Linked DNA regions of Mus musculus: regions 1, 3 and 4 are each linked to region 2. Evidence: chromatin contacts called from public HiChIP or PLAC-seq and promoter capture Hi-C data. All regions are on one chromosome and are shown on one strand. The core of a region is the stretch at or near the end of the contact, and the rest is flanking DNA. Distances in the headings are between cores, read along the strand shown.

The links. Promoter capture Hi-C pulls out the DNA fragments that hold promoters and counts their contacts. HiChIP or PLAC-seq counts read pairs in DNA pulled down with a chosen protein or histone mark.
Region 1: a contact with region 2 is called in a promoter capture Hi-C map of pre-B cells, with 3 times the contacts expected there. The contact joins the promoter of Eif4ebp1 here to the promoter of Rnf170 in region 2. A contact is called at or near these places in 7 of 39 promoter capture datasets (the 3T3-L1 cell line, 3T3-L1-derived adipocytes, the C10 cell line and 3 more), 2 of 484 Hi-C or Micro-C datasets (the G1E-ER4 cell line and embryonic stem cells), 1 of 115 datasets of contacts at active chromatin or transcription factors (embryonic stem cells) and 2 of 9 other capture datasets (adipose tissue and liver).
Region 3: a promoter capture Hi-C map of the C10 cell line shows a contact between it and region 2, with 5 times the contacts expected there. The contact joins the promoter of Htra4 here to the promoter of Rnf170 in region 2. A contact is called at or near these places in 4 of 39 promoter capture datasets (the C10 cell line, the HPC-7 cell line, liver and 1 more) and 2 of 9 other capture datasets (adipose tissue and liver).
Region 4: a contact with region 2 is called in an H3K27ac HiChIP or PLAC-seq map of extraembryonic endoderm stem cells, with 9 times the contacts expected there. The contact joins the promoter of Brf2 here to the promoter of Rnf170 in region 2. A contact is called at or near these places in 10 of 39 promoter capture datasets (the 3T3-L1 cell line, the HPC-7 cell line, HPC-7-derived erythroid cells and 7 more), 1 of 484 Hi-C or Micro-C datasets (CD4 T cells), 1 of 115 datasets of contacts at active chromatin or transcription factors (extraembryonic endoderm stem cells) and 1 of 9 other capture datasets (liver).

What each region holds. Positions count from the first base shown.
Region 1 is chr8:27,258,368-27,262,869 of GRCm38.p6, forward strand. It overlaps Eif4ebp1 (eukaryotic translation initiation factor 4E binding protein 1), which reads left to right and starts at 1,960. Exons shown (of 3, transcript NM_007918.3): 1 at 1,960-2,183. The coding sequence starts at 2,042.
Region 2 is chr8:26,116,721-26,121,550 of GRCm38.p6, forward strand. Rnf170 (ring finger protein 170) reads left to right here and starts at 2,648. Exons shown (of 8, transcript NM_029965.4): 1 at 2,648-2,880; 2 at 3,720-3,843. It overlaps Hook3 (hook microtubule tethering protein 3), which reads right to left and starts at 2,504. Exons shown (of 22, transcript NM_207659.3): 1 at 2,238-2,504. The coding sequence starts at 2,294.
Region 3 is chr8:25,037,216-25,041,514 of GRCm38.p6, forward strand. Htra4 (HtrA serine peptidase 4) reads right to left here and starts at 1,747. Exons shown (of 9, transcript NM_001081187.3): 1 at 1,176-1,747; 2 at 724-823. The coding sequence starts at 1,659. It overlaps Plekha2 (pleckstrin homology domain-containing, family A (phosphoinositide binding specific) member 2), which reads right to left. Exons shown (of 12, transcript NM_031257.3): 12 at 1,929-4,299.
Region 4 is chr8:27,126,799-27,131,019 of GRCm38.p6, forward strand. It overlaps Brf2 (BRF2, RNA polymerase III transcription initiation factor 50kDa subunit), which reads right to left and starts at 1,834. Exons shown (of 4, transcript NM_025686.2): 1 at 1,623-1,834; 2 at 662-721. The coding sequence starts at 1,776.

The sequences.
Region 1 (4,502 bases), core at 710-3,209, 1.1 Mb after region 2:
TTGAGCAGGGAATTTGTAAGAAAACTCTAAAACGATCATTCTCAGGGCCATGTGGTTCGCAAAGCCCAGGAGGGAAGCTTATCTTCCCTGGAAAGCTACTCAATGGAGCTACCAAGGCAGGGAAACGGTGCTTACCCTCAGGCTCAGGTCCCTCCTAGCTGTGGCTGTAGGCTTGTGGGCAATCATCTTTAACTCCTCAACTTATCCAAGTGCCTTAGGGGTAATAGAACACTGTCTTAGTCAGTGTTCTATTGCTGTGACGAGATACCATGACCACTGCAACTCTTATAAAAGAGCACATTCAATTGAGGTTTCTTGCTGTTTCAGAGGTTTAGTCCATTGTCATCATGGCAGGGAGCATGGTGGCACACAGGCAGACATGGTGCTGGAGATGTAGATGAGAGTTTCTTATTTGGGTCTGTAGGCAGCTGTAAGAGAGAGCCACTGGGCTTGGCTTGGCCAATTTTTTTTTGTTTTTTTTTTGTTTTTGTTTTTGTTTTTTTGTTTTTGTTTTTTTGAGACAGGGTTTCTCTGTGTAGCTCTGGCAGTCCTGGAACTCACTTTGTAGACCAGGCTGGCCTCGAACTCAGAAATCTGCCTGCCTCTGCCTCCCGAGTGCTGATCCCCCAACCTTCCCTTCCCGAGTTCTAGGATTATAAGCTTACAAAGTGCCACCACGTTCAGTTTTTATGTTGATGCTTCGGATTTAACCGTGGACTTAGTGTATACGTGGTAAACTGTCTACCAAGTGAGCTGTGTTCCAAGCTTCCCCTTCCCCGTGTTTTTTTTTCTCTCTCTCTTTCACGGTTTAAGACAGCGTCTTAACATGTCTGGCCCAGGCTGTGCATCAAACTCGCCACAACCATGTCTGCCCTCAGCTTTTCTGTAATGCTCCTGTCTCAGTTTCTCTGAGCTAGCATGCCCAGCTTAAGTCTCTCTCTCTTCTTTCTGTGTCTGAGACAGGGTTTTGCTGGGTAGCACAGGCTAGAATCCTCCTGCTTCAGTCTCCTCATTGCTGGGACAAGTGTGGACCACTTGAATGCTGAACTTGGATGTTGGACTTTATAAACAGGCCCTTCCCTGAAATCGTAGTTCCAGGAAATCTGGGGCCTCTAGAACAACCAAACAAGGCAAAAAGCAAAACCCCTTTCAACATGCTTCTCCCAAAGGGAGGAAGGTGGCCCAGTGTGTTCTCTCAGGCCAGCCCGGACAACAGTGAGAACAGGGTTCTGGCCCTCCCTCGGCTGTCAACTTGGGATCCTCCTAGGGCTTCAGCCTCCTCACGGTCGGGATTATAGGCATTTCCTACCATATGGAGATTGATTGACACAGACACTGTAACCGATTGGACATGCATTTTCCCTTCCCTCCCTAGTGACTACCAGACAAAGTGCTGGAGTGGAACCCAGTCCAAGTACTATGCGGATCTTTGACCGGTTAACTCTAATCCTCCCAGCCCACAGTACGCAGAGCTTCGATCCTGCCCATTCCTCATCAGATTTATATTCGGTTCCTAGCTGGCTGGCTAGGTCCCTCTTACTCTTCCACTACTCCTTCCAAGTCCAGGAATGTGCGCTGTGCAGCCGCTGCTCTGACTCCTAAAAACTGTAAAACTGTAAAAGCTGTAGAAACGTTAAGAATGGCGAAGGATCAGCCCACCCTTTCTTCTCTGAGGATCGGCCTGGGATCGAGAGGTCACATCCTAATATAGAAAGCAGGCGGTCTGGTGCGCTGAGACGCTGCCACCAAATCGGAGAGTTCTGCCACCGTCATCCCTACCTAGATCTTCCCAGAGTCTCGGGGAGGAACCAGGGAACCCAAGGGGCCCACACTGGGGTTCCTGCACTGGAGAGGACAGAAGCTGCCTAGGTCAGCAGCTGGGGAACCACTTGCAGGCAGCGGGCTGGGGCTGGGTGGGGCCGGGCGGACCGCAAGTCTCAGGGGGCGTGGAGCCCAGGCGGAAGGGGCGGGCCGGGCACGAGAAGGGCTGGGCCGAGGTGCCGCGGGGTTGCTGGAGGGTCGTGGGCGGCGTGCAGGAGACATGTCGGCGGGCAGCAGCTGCAGCCAGACTCCCAGCCGGGCCATCCCCACTCGCCGCGTAGCCCTCGGCGATGGCGTGCAGCTCCCGCCCGGGGACTACAGCACCACTCCGGGCGGCACGCTCTTCAGCACCACCCCGGGAGGTAGGCGCTGGCCGGGGTCACGGGCGACCTCGGGGGGCTGGAGGATACGTCGGGATCCGGAGTCTCACGTGCGACGGGGAGGGCGGCATTCGAGGGGTTCGGTAGCTGGCCAGAACGGACGAGGGGCGTCGGGAAAGCAGAAGGGTCACCGTCTCGGTTGCTCGCCTTCTGGGTGTGGTGGAGCGTGGTCTGGAACCCGGCTGCAAACTGCCTGCATTATTAGCCTTTTCCTGGGAGATACGGCAGAGTGCCCTGAGCATACAGATAGGCACTCTGCCAGGACCACCATGTGCTTAAGGGCGACCTCTGTGGGTGTCAGGGCAGTTTGGGGTGGGACAAGATCAGGGAAAGAGGCTGGCCTGGAGATTAAGTTTAGTTGATCTCCCTTGGAATAAGTGACGCCTGCACACTTTTTTTTTTTTTAACCTTTCCGGAGGCAGCCCTCTTTGCTTTGGACACTCGCTCATTAATGGAGGCTGGACGCTGAGGGTGCTTCTCTGCCACCTGTGGCTTGTGTTAAGAGAGAGATTCCTGCAGGGGCGGCGTCTGGTGTAGTGCAGAACAACACGTTCCTCGGGCCTGGGGGGCAGGGCACAGCGTTGAACTGGCCCAAGTGGCGGAGGATGAGGAAGAGGAAGCTGAGTTGGCGCGGGTGGGGGCCGGCCTCCGGGAACCAGGCATTCCCAGCTTGCCCTGGAGCCCCAGTATAGACGCTGATGAAACCTACCCGCCTGTTTGCATGATGAAATCCTCGTGGCTCACTACTTCCCTCCCAATCCTCGCGCCGCTCCCACCCACTTTTGCGCTTCTCCCCTCCCCGGTCTCCTCCCCCAACTACTCCTCTTACAACTCAAAAACAAGAGGAATCCTGGCGCGGTGATGAACCTTGGGCTACTGCTGGCGCAGCCGGGCCACATGCCTATTTTCTCGGGCAGCTGTCCCTGCACCAGGGAGCACAGCCAGATCCCAGAACCAAGGCACCGATGAAGGGATCTTGGAGCTCAGTCAGTGTCCACTGGGTTCTGTGATCTTCAGGACACAGCACCAAGGCCTCGCTGCTTGAGCACGTGTCTGTTGTGCATCGTCATGCTGAGTTCCTACACTCAGCAAGAAGTAGCAAGCAGGGCAGGGGGAGAAAGCCGGCTCCCTCTTATTAGAAACGGCCCAAAGGAAAAGTTTTCTGCAGGCTTCTGGCCTCCCGTTACTGGAGTTCTTCAACCCCGCTGGCCACTTTTTAGTTCACGCTGTTGCCCCTTTGTCTTTTCGCAGAACTTTGTGTTGAGCACAAAGTTTCACAGAGAGTTGAGTCCTTTTAGGCGAGGTGTGAATCAGGGTGTATTTTTTATTTTTATTTTTTATAGGCACCGATACAGACCTAAAGGCTCTGGGAAACGTTTATTTTCTCTCTTGCCCGTCCCTTTCTGGATGAACAGGTTAGCTGGGTAGCAATAGCCAGTACTGTTTGTAATGCACTCTGATCCACTTCTCACTGTGGTCTGCGAAGTGTCCGTTGGCAGACCAGGTAGTTCCCGTTGTCTTTGAAGAGGAAGGGGTTTCCTTAGAGTGTAGCATTTGCTTCTTAACTGAAAGAAAGCAGTGTCAGGTCCCCAAAGCCAGCTGGCCCTTGTCAGATTTTTGTTGCTGTTGTTGTTGTTTGTGTGTCACACAGTCCATAGCTCGAGGAAAGACTTGCTTGTTTCTGCCAAAGCCAGTTAATTTAAGGAGTGGGATCTTTTCCCAAAGGCCATTCATTCCAGGTCGCCTCTGCTAAAGGGCAGAAGCTTGACCCATTTGCTCCAGAATGTTTCTCATCACTTAGCACCCCAACGAGATACGGAATCCGAGTGCAGAGGTCTACAGGGTGAGTTACGGGAGAGCCAGGGCTACACAGAGATCCTCCTGCCTCACCTTACTGAGTGTTGGTAATTCCGGGGTTAACAGCTGTTGAATACCCTTTGGGCTATTTCTCTTTGCTCTCATCTATTCTCTGCAAATCCATCTAACTTTTGAATTTTCTTACTTGTATCAGGGGCCAGCTGGGAGTTCAAGGTCAAGTGAATCACCCTGAGGTCTACTCTGTCCTCTGGATCTATGGGCGTATAAAGCCCATGAGCTTGAATCAGGACTGAGTCATCTGCCTAACCATTATATGCTTGATTGGCTCACATTCCATTTTGAGTACTCAGGAGTTACAAGGGAAAGGGATAAACAACACACAAACAAAGCCCATACACGCACACACACACACACACACACACACACACATATACACATATATGTATACACACACACACACACATATATACACATATATGTATA
Region 2 (4,830 bases), core at 1,398-3,897:
CTTGGGAGGGACAAGTGGTATTGAGAAGAGGCGGTAAACCTGCCCAAACCACACACCCACACACGAAAGAAATTCTCAAATTAAAAAATAGAGCCCAAATAGAGAGAACTGACTCCTCTAAGTTATTCAATGCCCTCCACAAAAGGGCTGTGTGTGCACATATCCATTTATGTGTGCATATATCCCCACACAAATAAATATAAAATGATCATTGTTAAAAAGCAAACAGGCTGTTGGAATGGCTGAGCAGGAGAGGGTGCTTACACACCGATCTGGTGACCTGTGACCTGAGTTCGTTGCTTGGAAAACATGGAGAGGGCATCAATTCCAAAAAGCTGACCACTGACCTTCATATGCATATGCTGCCAACTGTGCCCATGTGCACACATCAGTTACACAAGGGGGAATTTTTTTAAAAGGGGACTGACAGATGTAATGCCATAGGTTTTTGTGTTTTGTTTTGTTTACCCTATCAGGTAGGAATACATCTTGCTTCAGGGGGAAGGAAGAGGGGATAAGGTTTAATGTTTAAGCATATTCTGTTGGGCTAGCTTGTTATATACTGACAGGGCACGAAACATTTCCCATCCTTTCAAAAGTCTTCCTGGTTTAAAGAATAATTTGAAACTTGGCTGAGGTGTAGCTCTGTCGTGTCACCTATCGCCGTTCTCTATCTGAAGCATAGCAGTGAAGTCTAGCTTCAGGCTTGAAGTTGGAACTTACAGAGCATGTTAACTATGCACTATTTCCAGTGATCTGAAATTACAAGAATGATCTAACACAAAACCAAACCATAAAGGTCTCCATTGTATAAAGGCTGCTTCAAAGGGCACAATCAGATTAATGACATACCCAGTTTATAAAAAAACAAAAACAAAAACAAAACTTCAAGCTGGGTGTAGTGATGCAGGCAGACTGCTACAAATTCAAGATCATAGTTTGAGGTCAAAATGGGCCACATAGCAAGATCCTATCTCAAATGCACACACATCTGTAGATTCTACTTTTCTTACATTTATTACAACCGACCTAAGTTAACAGTTCTCAAACTTCTCGGCAGTGTTCCTGCACAAAACAGTGATGGTTACCTTCCAGAGATCTGAACCTCTAACCTAAGGCACTGTTCAGTAGAATTTTTTGCTATTTGCATTTTACCTTTAAAGTGACTAAGACCAGGAGATGAACAGCTTAGTGGTAGAGCCTTCCCTTAAAATGCAGGAGGCCCAAATACTACCATCTCCCCCAATAAGCAAACAAAATTAACATGTATCACAATAGCCACTGTAAATGTATCTGGGTTCTTCTAAAAAGGACAGCTAACATTTCTAGCAGTAAGTAAAATGAATGTTCCTGGTTTATCCCATGGCTCTGCATATATGCCTGGACCTACCTCCAACCAGCATATGAAAACCAGAAACAAACACGGTTAACTGTCCAGCTAATGAAAAGGGCCGTTTAAGCCATGACTATTGACAAAATCCTGCATGTTTACTTGAAAATTCGATAACCTTAACCCTCATCAATTCCAAATTAGAATCTCATGGTGCTTTAAAAATGTGTTTCAGTTCCATTACGAAATCCCTCAATTTTTCCAGTTCAACATTTTTATCGTTGGTTCCTTTTATAGGTACCATCACATCGTTTATAACAGTCAAAATGCATCTCGCGTTTTAAATGTTTTGCCTCTGAGTGATTCTTCATGTTTTGTCTATCCACCCTGCCAATGTACTATTTTCCAATGGGCAGGGCTTCATCCATCCCTCAAGGGGCTACACTCCATCCTGGCTGAACGCTACAACAAAGGCGAGCAGCATCGCTTAACTAGGGGGTCCCGACTGCCTCTACCGGGCGCCCAGGCAGAACCAACGCTTTGGATCACTGGGAGCTTGGGAGCGAAACGCCAGCGCCTCATCAAGGCAAACAGTCCTAATTACAGTGTCGCCTGCACCCCATCATTAGCCCCCACCGGGCAGGTTTCCTCTCGGACAGCAGCCAACATCTCAGGCCGGACAAGTTCCTCCTGGACCCTGGGCCCAGCCTGCCTGAGCCCGGCCTCTCCCTGCTGACCCTGACCCGGCCGCGGGTGTAGACGCGGCCGCACCGGCTACTCAGCTCCGCCCGTCCCAAGCCCCGGATGTGACGGCAGGTCGCCCCGGGGCGTTCGCCCCCCGGGACGAGCACCGGTGTCCGCGAAAAGGTGGCGGAGCTTTCCCACCGGCCCGCTGCCCACCACGTACCCAAGTGAGCAGGCTCTCGCACAGCTCCACCCGCTCCACAGACTCCACGTTAAACATCTTCCTGGGGTGGCCGCAGCGTCTCCCTTCAACCAACCAGAAGCCGCGGCCGCTCGGCTCGGGGTTTGAGTCCGAAGGGGTCAGGCAGCAGACCGGGCGTCTGGCGGACCTTCTCTTCCGTCCGTCCGCTCCCGGGGCGCGGACGCTGGCAATCGCTCCGCACTGTCACCAGCCCCTCCTTCCCTCGCTCGGGGCCGCGCACTCCCTTGCGCGCACCCGGCGCCGCCAGCCCACGCCCTCTTGCGCGAGCGCCGCGCCCCGCCGCGCCGCGTAGCGCGAGTCCCGAGGTCCGAGGGCCACTGCGCACGCTCGCGCTCGCTCAGCCCCGCCCCTAGAGGCGCGCTCCCAGAGCCAGTCCAAGGCCCGCGGGCGCGCGCCCCGGCCGGGCCCTGCGGTGGCGGCCGGTCTGTGTGTCTCTCCAGTCCGCTCACCCTCGCCGGGGCTCCGCACTGCGCGTGCGCTGACGCCGGCGCTCTGGCTTAAGAAGCCGCCTGTAGTTTGCACGGGAGGAGTAGCTAGGTAGTCCCCGGAAATGAGCTCTATGCCGACCCGCCGACTGGCCCGGTAGTTCCTCGGCCGCGACGAGGTACGCGCCCCCCTCTCCGGCCGCGGGCGTGTGCCAGGCCACGCCCCCGCACGGGCGGGCCGGGGACCCGCGGACTGCGGGACTCGGCGCGGTGGCGGTGGGGGGAGCTGCGGGACCGCGCGAGGGTAGGCTCCGCGCCCACCGCTTCCCTCCGGAAGCCGGAGCGCAGCCTTCCCTGAGTCGCCGGAGCCTGCCCAGAGTCTCCCTCCGGGCGAAGGTGGAACGGCTGACGTGGGCGCGTCTCGGAGGCTGGGGGCCGGTTTGGCCCGGCTGTGGGGAGCCCGGCGTTCCTCCTTGGAGCCCCCTTCTCCCACAAAAAACTTTACCCAAAGTGACAGAGGGTGGACGCCAGTTCCCCAGTGCGTAAGGACCCTTGCTGTTCCTAAGGCCTGCTTCTTGTGCTAGGAGTTGGCTTCATTGAGGTGCATCCTTGCCCGACTTTCGATTTTTTTTTTTTAATACAAGCCTTGTAGAAGGTTTCATATACGTTTTTAAGTCGCATGCAGAACAGTGCGTAGCAGTACATGTTTGAGGAATATTAATAAAATGAATTGCCACATTCCCAAGAGTTCTTCCATCCATACCATCTCTAATCTGATTTTTGTGATAGGCACTTACTTTATTTTAAAAGCTTTCCCTTTTAGCTTTTTAACCAGATGACTATGCATGTAGTATAATTTTCCTTTGTTTGATTTTGAACTTTTATGAATGGATATGTATTGTGGCTTTGGCTTTTAAATAATATTAAATTATCTGCAAAAATCCCATGATTGTCTAATATCCTATTGTGTGACTACAGCCTTGTACCCGTTCTACTATTGATGTGCACTTTGTTCCAGCTTAGGGCGTCTAAGAATAATGCTATAATAAACAGTCGACCTTAATGCAAAGATATTGGCGTTTCCAAGACAACAAGATACAAGATATATGCTTTGGAGTCCTAGGAGAATCTTGGATTCAAAGGTATGCATAACCACCAGATCATGCAGTCTTTGATTAGCAGTGCCTGGGAAGAAGTTATCTTCCCAGGGCACACCTTCACTTTTTTTTTTTTTTTCTTCAGTTCCTGGGGACTTCTTTCCCATTTGAAGTTGGTTTTCTCGCTGAGCTTTTAGGATTTCAAAAAAACATTGAGTTTTTGTTTTGTTTTGCTTGCGTGGTTGGCTGTGTGTGTGTGTGTGTGTGTGTGTGTGTGTGTGTGTGTAGCCCTGGCAATTCTGGAACCTGCTCTGCAGACCCGGCTGGCCTCAAACTCAGAGATCTGCCTGCCTCTGCCTCCTGATTGCTGGGATCAAAGGCTTACCACCGCTGGCAGCATTAAATTTTTTAAAATGATCCTTTTATCGACTACTGCTTGATGATCACATGTAATCGATCGTTTCATAGATTCGAAAAATCTTGGGCTGAGGAGGTAGTGCTAGATTCACTACCCTAGCAAACACCAATCTTTGGTACCAAAAATAAGCAAATAAATAACTGTATCTGAAGCCTTCTCAAAGGTTTTTCCTGCGAACATTCTTCTTAACAGGAGCAGAGATACCTTGAGAAATCCTAACTTTGAATCTCCTGTTCTTATGGTATCTATGTGGGTGCCTCTGGATCTTTGTCAGACTAGAGGTCCAGCATTCCATGCTGAAATGTTTCTGTAGAACCGGTGTCACCTTTCAGTGACTAAAGCTGATTAGGTAAACAGATAGTAAGTGTAGATTACATTGACTTCGGCCTTGCCTTTAGCTTCACGGCCACAGGTTTTAGCCATTTGGGAGGGACTGTGGTATCTGTAACCACTTGGGCTTTCAAAAGCTGTGATACAGTGGTGATAAAGTATGTCTTTTCAAATCTGTGAGTCTGCAGTGTTTTTATGCCCTGTGTAGCATTACTGGTTTATTTTATGCTTCTAATTACTTTTCGGGGCAGAAATGATATTAAGAACTCCTTGATAACGATTAC
Region 3 (4,299 bases), core at 497-2,996, 1.1 Mb before region 2:
CGTGAGCAGAAGGGAGGGAAATCAGGGAATCCAGCCTTTGTGTGTGAGTCGCAGGAAGCCTCACGTTTATCAGCTACGTTTCCAGTTTTCTCATGCATTTACTCTTGCCTTACCCACTTCCATGTGCTTTGTGAGCTGCCTGAAGCTCGTCCTGGCCATCTTTTCTGAACACAACTGAGATCTGGGTCCAGGATGGTGTCTCCTCCTTTAGATCAGTGTGGGAACCTGTGTGTCTGTCATCTGCAGCGAACAGGCCAAACCTGGTGCTAACCCTGTGCTCACACTACTGCCACAGCCTCAGAATCTAGCTCTTAGTTCCCACTACCAACTGGCGTTGTGACTCAGAACAAACTAAGTTTGCTCTCCATTTGGGTTTCCTTGCATGCAAGCGAGTGCTAAGGCTAAACAAGCCCACCAAATGCTCACTACTAGCTCCTACAGTCAGCCTTTAGTTTTGCTGTGGGATACCGGGGAGAAAGAAACACCAGTCACCAATACGCACTGCTGTAGCTTCAATTTAGAAGCCAGAATCCTTGCGCTTGGCTCTTTGCTCTTTAGCGAAATAACTCTTAGCAAGTCAGGTCTCCTGCAGGCTTTGCGGAATTCTACTGCCCACCTACACCCCAGCCAACTCTTTGAATCTGTGTTTCCTCACAGCGGTTTTAATGGTCAGAAATCTGGCAACCAGCAGGTGAGGTAGTTGATCCTAGATGGGACCTTTACCTGCGGAACAGCTGCAAGTGGACCACAGACGGCGCCACCTTCTCCACCACTGCGGCGATGAAGTTGTACTTTCTCCGGAGCCGCCCTGCTCTTGTGGTCCCTGTGAATAAACGGTCCACGGTGAGTGCGTCCCTGGATGCAGGTGTCGCATCTCAAAATTCCCCAGCATCTCCCCGTCCCTCTTTCTCTGAAGGTTCTCCAGACCAGGAGATGAAAGGACCCTCCCTGTCCTACCAGAGGGAAGAAAAGGAGAAAGGGAAGCCCAGTGGCAGCCAGTAAAGAGACCAAAATTAACCAGGCAAGAACACCAGGAACAACCACAACAGGTTGAATCCCTAGAGATGGCGAAGGAAGGCCCACTGAATTCGCGAGCGAGCGAAGTTAGAGCACTCACTTCATCTCCCTCTGAAAAGTAAGAGAAGTGTCAGGAGATTCGCCCGCGCCCCGCTCACCTGCTTCCTCGCAGGCACCCTTCTGCACTGGCACAGCCGGGAGCGCGCCCCGCTGGCGAGCGGCTCGGTTCTCCTTGCGGAGCGCACATAGGCTGGGGTAGGTGCGCCCATCGCTGCCGCACACTACCGCATCCTCAGCACCCTCCGCGCAGCCGCAGGTGCCCAGCCACGCGCCCCCCGAGGGATCCCGGGAGAACGGGGCGCCGCAGCGCAGCCTTGGGGCGCACGGCCGGCCCCGCGCCCCGCCACACTCCTGGCCCTCGGCCGCGGCGCACACTCGGCAGCAGCCGCAGCGATCGGGAACCGGCGCCAAGCCGGCCGAGCAGGTAGGCAGAGTCGGGCAGCGCGTGGGATCGCAGGCATCGGGACAGGGCAGCGAGACTCTGGACCTCCTGGCCTCGGCCCACGGAACAGGCACGGCTGGTAGCAGCAACCACAGCAGGAGAAACTGTGTTCGCACAGCCCACAACCGCTGGAAGCTCATCTTGCTCCCTGACCTCGTCGATTCGACTGTTTTTCCTGGCCTGGATGCTGCCTCAGCCAGCCTTCGGACTTTATAAAGGTCAGAGTCTGGCTCACTTCTACACACACACACCCATATATCACCCACCACCCATGCCATCCCAGGACAAGGGCCACCCACCCCAAAGCCATGAAGGGAGGGGTCCACTCAAAAACCAGTCTTGGGGCAAGGGAGAAACGTGACCACCCACCCACGGCCACGAGATCTGACCAGGAAAACACACAACCAGATTTCCTATTTCACATGTTTTTATTACAAAACAAGCAACCAACCAGTTTTTAGAAAATGACGTTTTGCTACATACCAATTAGGAGCTCACACAACGTAAGAAGCTGGAGTTTCCATGCACTAAGCTCAGTGCTTGCAGGAGGTGTTTCACGGCTCAAACACTGGCTCAAACGGGGCATGCCACACCTTCATAAACAGAGGGCCCAGCAGTCACACTGTGTGTTTTTGCCAAATATTCACTTGATTCAACGCCTACCTGGTATAAGTGACTATAATTGACTCAGGCAGGCAATAACACAGAGAGAGAACGAGGGACTGAGGAAAACAGATTTTGGGGGGTGGGGGTGGGGGAGGAGGTTAAACAGGCGACATGGGAAGCCTAATTTCAAAAACACTGCCGTCTGCTACCAGATAGCTGTTTATTTGGTTGACACTGAAAACAAGTATCAAGTCTACCGCTCAATTACCAGTCCACTGCTTACTCAGAGGGTCATATAAGTCCTGTGTAGAAAGGGGAAAACCAAACCAAACCAGTTTGCTTCCAGTAAACTAGGACGATGGACCTTAAATCTTCCCGGAGGGGCAGCCTTCTACTTGGAAGTAGAGCTGTCACTCCGCCACTTTGACCAGAGGTGCCACTTTAGTTTGCGGTCTCCCATATCCTCGGTGTGGTTCGGAGAATGAAAAACACACGCTTCTTTTTTTTTTTTTTCCCCTGATTATCACCTGACCCGAGTAAGCAAGTCCACCAAAGCATTGAAGAGTAATGGATAGGACATACTTCAGCTACAGAGAACAATACCTTCGAAGCTTTATAGAAGGACCCAACCCCAGAGACTGCTTTTATTCCACACAGGAAATGCAGTATCTTTTATAATCCAGAAATCCCTTCGGATTTATCCACAATCTATGCTTAACCACAAACCCACACGCCATCACACCTTGAAAACTAAAGGTTTATGCACCATCTTTGGCTCACATTAAAATACTGTCCTAGGCTGGATATGGTGGCATAGACTTGTAATCCAAGCACTCAGGAGGCTGAGGCAGGAGGATTATCAGTTCAAAGCCAGCCTGGACTCCGTAGCAAGACTCTAGCAAAAAACAAATTTAAAGGGTGTGTGTATGTGTGTAAATACAGACAGAAGGGGAATTCTGAAACAAGAATTGAGACTTTAAATGTTTTGAGGCTTCACAAAGATAATTATATTTTCTGGGCACCGCTATTAACAATGTTCTAACTTGCAAGTCTCATGTATGGGCTGGTTAGGATCACTGAAACTGTACTTTTCCTTTGTTTGCATAATATACACCGCATTGTGTTTAACATGATCTCAGAGTGTGTACCGAAACCTCTCAACTTTCTGTAAGGACCCGTTGATGCAGCACTAATAACCAAGCCAACAGTTTCTAAGAGAGGGACAGACAGATTTTGCAATTTAAACGCCAAAAGATGACCTCATTTCCTTGAGCCAGGGCATGTTCGAGGCCCTTCAGGAGTTCCTGATTTATTTTTCATTCGTTCCTCATCTTCACATTGAGCAATTCTGTTGAGCAGCCAAAGAATTTTCTAGGGGAAGATTTTAAGCTGAAACCAGAGACAAAGGGCACTGACTTTTGAAGTAGGTTGTAACCTTATTCGCTCCTAAATAAATAATCCCCGAACCCTGAAAAACCAAAACACACAAAAGTTTTTTTTTTTTTTTTTTTTTTAGGGGATGGGAGACACACAAGATCATGAACAGAAAGAGAAAGAAGCCCACTGATTTTTGTTTGGTTTTCTTTTCATCAGGATCACAAGGCCAGACAAAGTCGGGGGACAGCTCCCACACACGGAGCCCAGAAGTCTTCAGTGTGGCACCAGATTCAGGGTCACAGTCACATTTGAAAGAGCATGCTTCCTCTCACCCGGAGAGCTTTATGCCTGTTTTTGCTTTTGCATTAACTATGGACACAGAGTGCTAACTAGCTTAAATAAAAAATGCCTCCTAGTCTCTTAGAGCTACAAATTTCTAATTAAAAACAGGGTTAATTTACCTAGCAGATAAAAGTTACACAGATAGGAATGAGCCATGACCTCTCTCCCTGTAGGAAATGGCCATAATTTTCTGGTAGCACAGTTCATTGAAGGCTGATAGAAATGACCCCAAAGGCACTGGAAATAGTATCTTGCCCAGTGGAAAAGCCATACCCTAAATTTTGGGTGGAAATCTAATCTTCTAAACTCTTCTAGAACCTAGGAAATTCCTAGCCAACAATTCATCCTCTGATTCAATTTCTTTATTCCCAGTTTCTATTCCATGAAAAATGTAAGTACTGGGGGGAAAAATCACATTTAAGTCTCTTCACTAGTGAGTGTATAGGCTCTTATCA
Region 4 (4,221 bases), core at 584-3,083, 1.0 Mb after region 2:
AAAACAAGGACACACAGACAGACTAGGTCATCAAAACAACCATCTCAGTCGGGTGTTGGTGGCGCACGCCTTTAATCTCAGCACTTGGGAGGCAGAGGCAGGAGGATTTCTGAGTTCAAGGCAGGCCTGGTCTACAGAGGGAGTTCCAAGACAGCCAGGGCTACACAGAGAAACCCTGTCTTGAAAAACAAAAACAAAACAAAAAAGTCTTTAAGGCCACGGTGTCATAAAAGGTTGATGCTCCGGAATGGGTGGGTAGGGGAGTTGAGGGGAGGGTATGGGGGACTTTTGGGATAGCATTAGAAATGTAATTGAGGAAAATACGTAATAAAAAAATATATTTAAAAAAGAAAAGAAAAGAAAAAAAAAGGTTGATGCTCTGGGCTGGAGAGATGGCTCAGCAGTTAAAAGGCACTATTGCTCTTGTAGACGACCTGGGGTTTGCTTCCCAGCATCCACAGGGCTGCTCACGACCATCTATAACTGCAATTCCAGATGATCCAACCCCCTCTTCTAACTCCATGGGCACCAGGCATGCACATGCTGCACACACACACATACATGCAGTAAGAACACCCATACACATAATATCAAAACATTAAACAGTGACATAAATAAAAGCAAAGCTGAAATTTAAGGGGGAAAAAAGTTTGATTCTCACCTCGTTGCTGGCAGCGACTAACTTGTTCGTTTTCCCCAGTGCTTCGAGAATATGTCACTTCTGTAAAATAGCAAACAACAAATTACCCAGCTGGCCTTCGTTCACCTCCTCCTTGCCCTCTGACTGCATAAGGCCAGGGAGATTTCAAATGACTGTGTATCTACTTCTACCTCAGAGAAGATACCCATCTATGTAAAAGTAATAGGACAGAACTGTATTTTTAAAAGCTGCACTGGCAATTCTGATTTTCCAATAATTTCTCTGATACATTCACTTTTGAGGGCTGCATTAGCCAAGGGCTAGAGCAGTGGTTCTCAACCTTCCTAATGCTGCCACCCTTTAATACAGTTCCTCACGTTGTGGTGACCCCCAACCTTAACATTATTTTCGTTGCTACTTCATAACTGTAATTTTGTAATGGTTACACGAAGATTGCATTAGCTACAGAAAAAAAAGAGAATTATGAATTGCATTATGAATCATAATGTAAACCGCCTATATGCAGGATGGTCTTAGGGGACTCCTGTGAAAGATTCTGTGGACACCACGGCGGTCACCACCCACCGGTTGAGAACCGCTGTACTAGAGCAATGGCGTGGAACGCAGAGGAGAGCAAGTTGCCAATTAGTGCTAAAACCTGCTAGGAGATGATGGTTCGTGTTGTTATTTTCAAATAATTTACCGGCACTCCTTCAACACTGACTAGGTCTGACAAGACGAATGAAACCTTTATCGTTTCGTTCATTCACCAACCAATATACCCACCCAATGCCAGACACCGTTGTAGGTACTGGGAAATCAGATGGATCGCACCCTCCTCCAGCTCATCTGTTTACTTAAGCCCAATTCTCTCACATTTAACTGTGCGCATGGCCAAGAAAGGGAGGAGGCTGGAAAGAGGGAGCTGGGTTTAAGGACTCCACCGCCCAAGGCTGGCGATCCCCGGGTTCAAGACCAGTACCCCTGAAGTTGCCCTCGTCGCTAAAGGTGGTAGTTAGGACCCCTTCGGTGACCACGCAGCCGCAGTCGGAGCACACCAGCTGGCTCTGAGAATAATGCGAATCTTCCACGAGCTCGGAGGAGCCGCAATCCGGGCAGCGGCTTCCGTTCGGCATCTCGTCGGTCGGTCCAGGGCTGCGGTACCGCCGTCAGGCACAAACTCCCAGAGAACTTGTAACTGGGCAGCGGCAATAAAGTGGAGGGGCGCTTATTCCGGATGCACCATCCTCCTCCGGCCAGCTGGCCAATCGGCTGGCAGTTTGCTCCTCCCCTCGGCAGTACGCCACTTCCGATCCCTTCTGTGGACTCGGGTAGAAACCTGAGTTAGAAAGGGAGGTTCCTGGATTTAACTGTTTCTCAGGCTCTCTGGGTTTTTGTGGTTAGGCCACGTGGGGAGTTGACACAAACCACAGATGTGGAATTGTTGTCTGCAAAACACTATTTTTTAAAATATATTATCCAATTTATAATTTATTTTTTAGCCTATCATGCTTATGTAGCCCAGGCTGACCTAAAATACTGATCCTCCTGCCTCTGCCTACTACATGCTGGGATTACAGGCTTGTATTACCATGCCTGATTTAACTCCCTTCAAAAAAGTGGAACCAGTTTTTTCCTTTCTATGTAGTAAGGAACGTTAAGTTTGACCGTAGTAGAAAATAGATCACTCTGCAGTGAGAGAGCAGTAAATTGTGTTGTACTCTACGGACCTCCCCACACTAAGTTGCCGTCTCTCTTTCAAAGTCTCTCTTGTTGTTGTTGTTTTCCAACATATTTCTTTAATCCTAGCATTTAGGAGGTAGAGATTGAGCCAAGCCTGGTGTACATAATGAGTTCAGTCCAGTCAGAGCAACTTAATAAGAACATGTCTCTAAATAAATACAATAAGATGAACTAAAATCTTGAGTGGTAGATTTAAATATCTTCAGAGAATAGCATGAAAAACCATAGTTCTCTCCTCAAAGAGGATGTACAAGAGTTTATGCTAGAGCCAAAAAGGAGGACTTGAGCCCAGGAACAGATAGATACAAGTTTCTCCAAATAACACATAGAACTGTTAAGTGGTTACATGAAGATTGCATTAGATTTAGAACAAAGAGAGCCATATATCATACGATAGGGACCACTGGTAATAACATTACAGAATATGGGGAAACCCTTTCCATGGGTTTCAGATGCTATCTTCTGAATTGATGGAGGCTAGGAGTTGGTAAGAATGCATTTTAAATTGTCGGATTTTATTGTTGGTTTGATTTGGGTGTTTTGTTTTGTTTTGTACTTTAAGACAAGAGTCACTGTATATCTCTGGCTGTCTTGGAACTCATTATATATACCAGGATAGTCTTAAACTCACAGAAATCTGCCTCTCTCTACCTTCTGAGTGCTAGGATTAAAGACATTTGCTACTACATCTGGCCTTCAAACACACACATACACACACACACACACACACACACACCTCCTCTCTCCCCTTCAACTTTTGGCAAACTGGAAGCTACAGGCCGACTCAGACATGTTTAAAACCTTGAACTTTGAGCTATCCACGTGGCACGTGCCTTTAATTCTGACACTCAGAAGGCAGAGGCAGGCAGGTTTCTTTGAGTCCAAGGGCAATTTGATGTACAGAGTGAGTGCCTGGCCAGCTAGGGCTAGCTAGACCCTCTCTTAATTTTTTTTTAAGAGAGAAAAGGGGAAAACAATCTTGTATTGAACTTTAATATAACTCGCCTGTTGCCCCAGCACTTGGAAAGTAAAGGCAGGAAATCAAGAGTTAAAAGCAAGGGGCTGGAGAGATGCCTCAGGGGTTAAGAGCACTGACTGCTCTTCCAGAGGTCATGAGTTCAATTCCCAGAAACCACATAGTGGCTCACATCCATCTGTAATTGGATCCAATGCCCTCTTGTGTGTTGGTGACTGTGTACTCATATATGTAAAATAAATAAACAAATGAGAGAGAGAGAGAGAGAGAGAGAGAGAGAGAGAGCGCCAAAGGGCTGGGCGGTGGTGGCATACACCTTTTTTTTTAATTAGGTATTTTCCTCATTTACATTTTCAATGCTATCTCAAAGGTCCCCCATACCCACCCCCCCAATCCCCTACCCACCCACTCCCCCTTTTTGGCCCTGGCGTTCCCCTGTACTGGGGCATATAAAGTTTGCAAGTCCAATGGGCCTCTCTTTGCAGTGATGGCCGACTAGGCCATCTTTTGATACATGGCATACACCTTTAATCCCAGCACTTGGGAGGCAGAGGCAGGCGAATTTCTGAGTTCGAGGCCAGCCTGGTTTACAGAGTAAGTTCCAGGACAGCCAGGGCTACACAGAGAAACCCTGTCTCAAAAAAACAAAAACAAAAACAAAAAAAAAACAAAAAAGAGAAAACAAACAAACAAAAAACAGCCAAAGGAAACAAATAAAAAAGATAAAATAAAACCTGAGCTTTAAGATGCCCTAAGATTCTGACTCCAGACTTCTTAGTTTTATGTAGATCAAAGAATCCTGAGTAAAATATTGCTTTCAGTGATACCATTATAAAAACCAAATTACAAATTTGATGTGCTT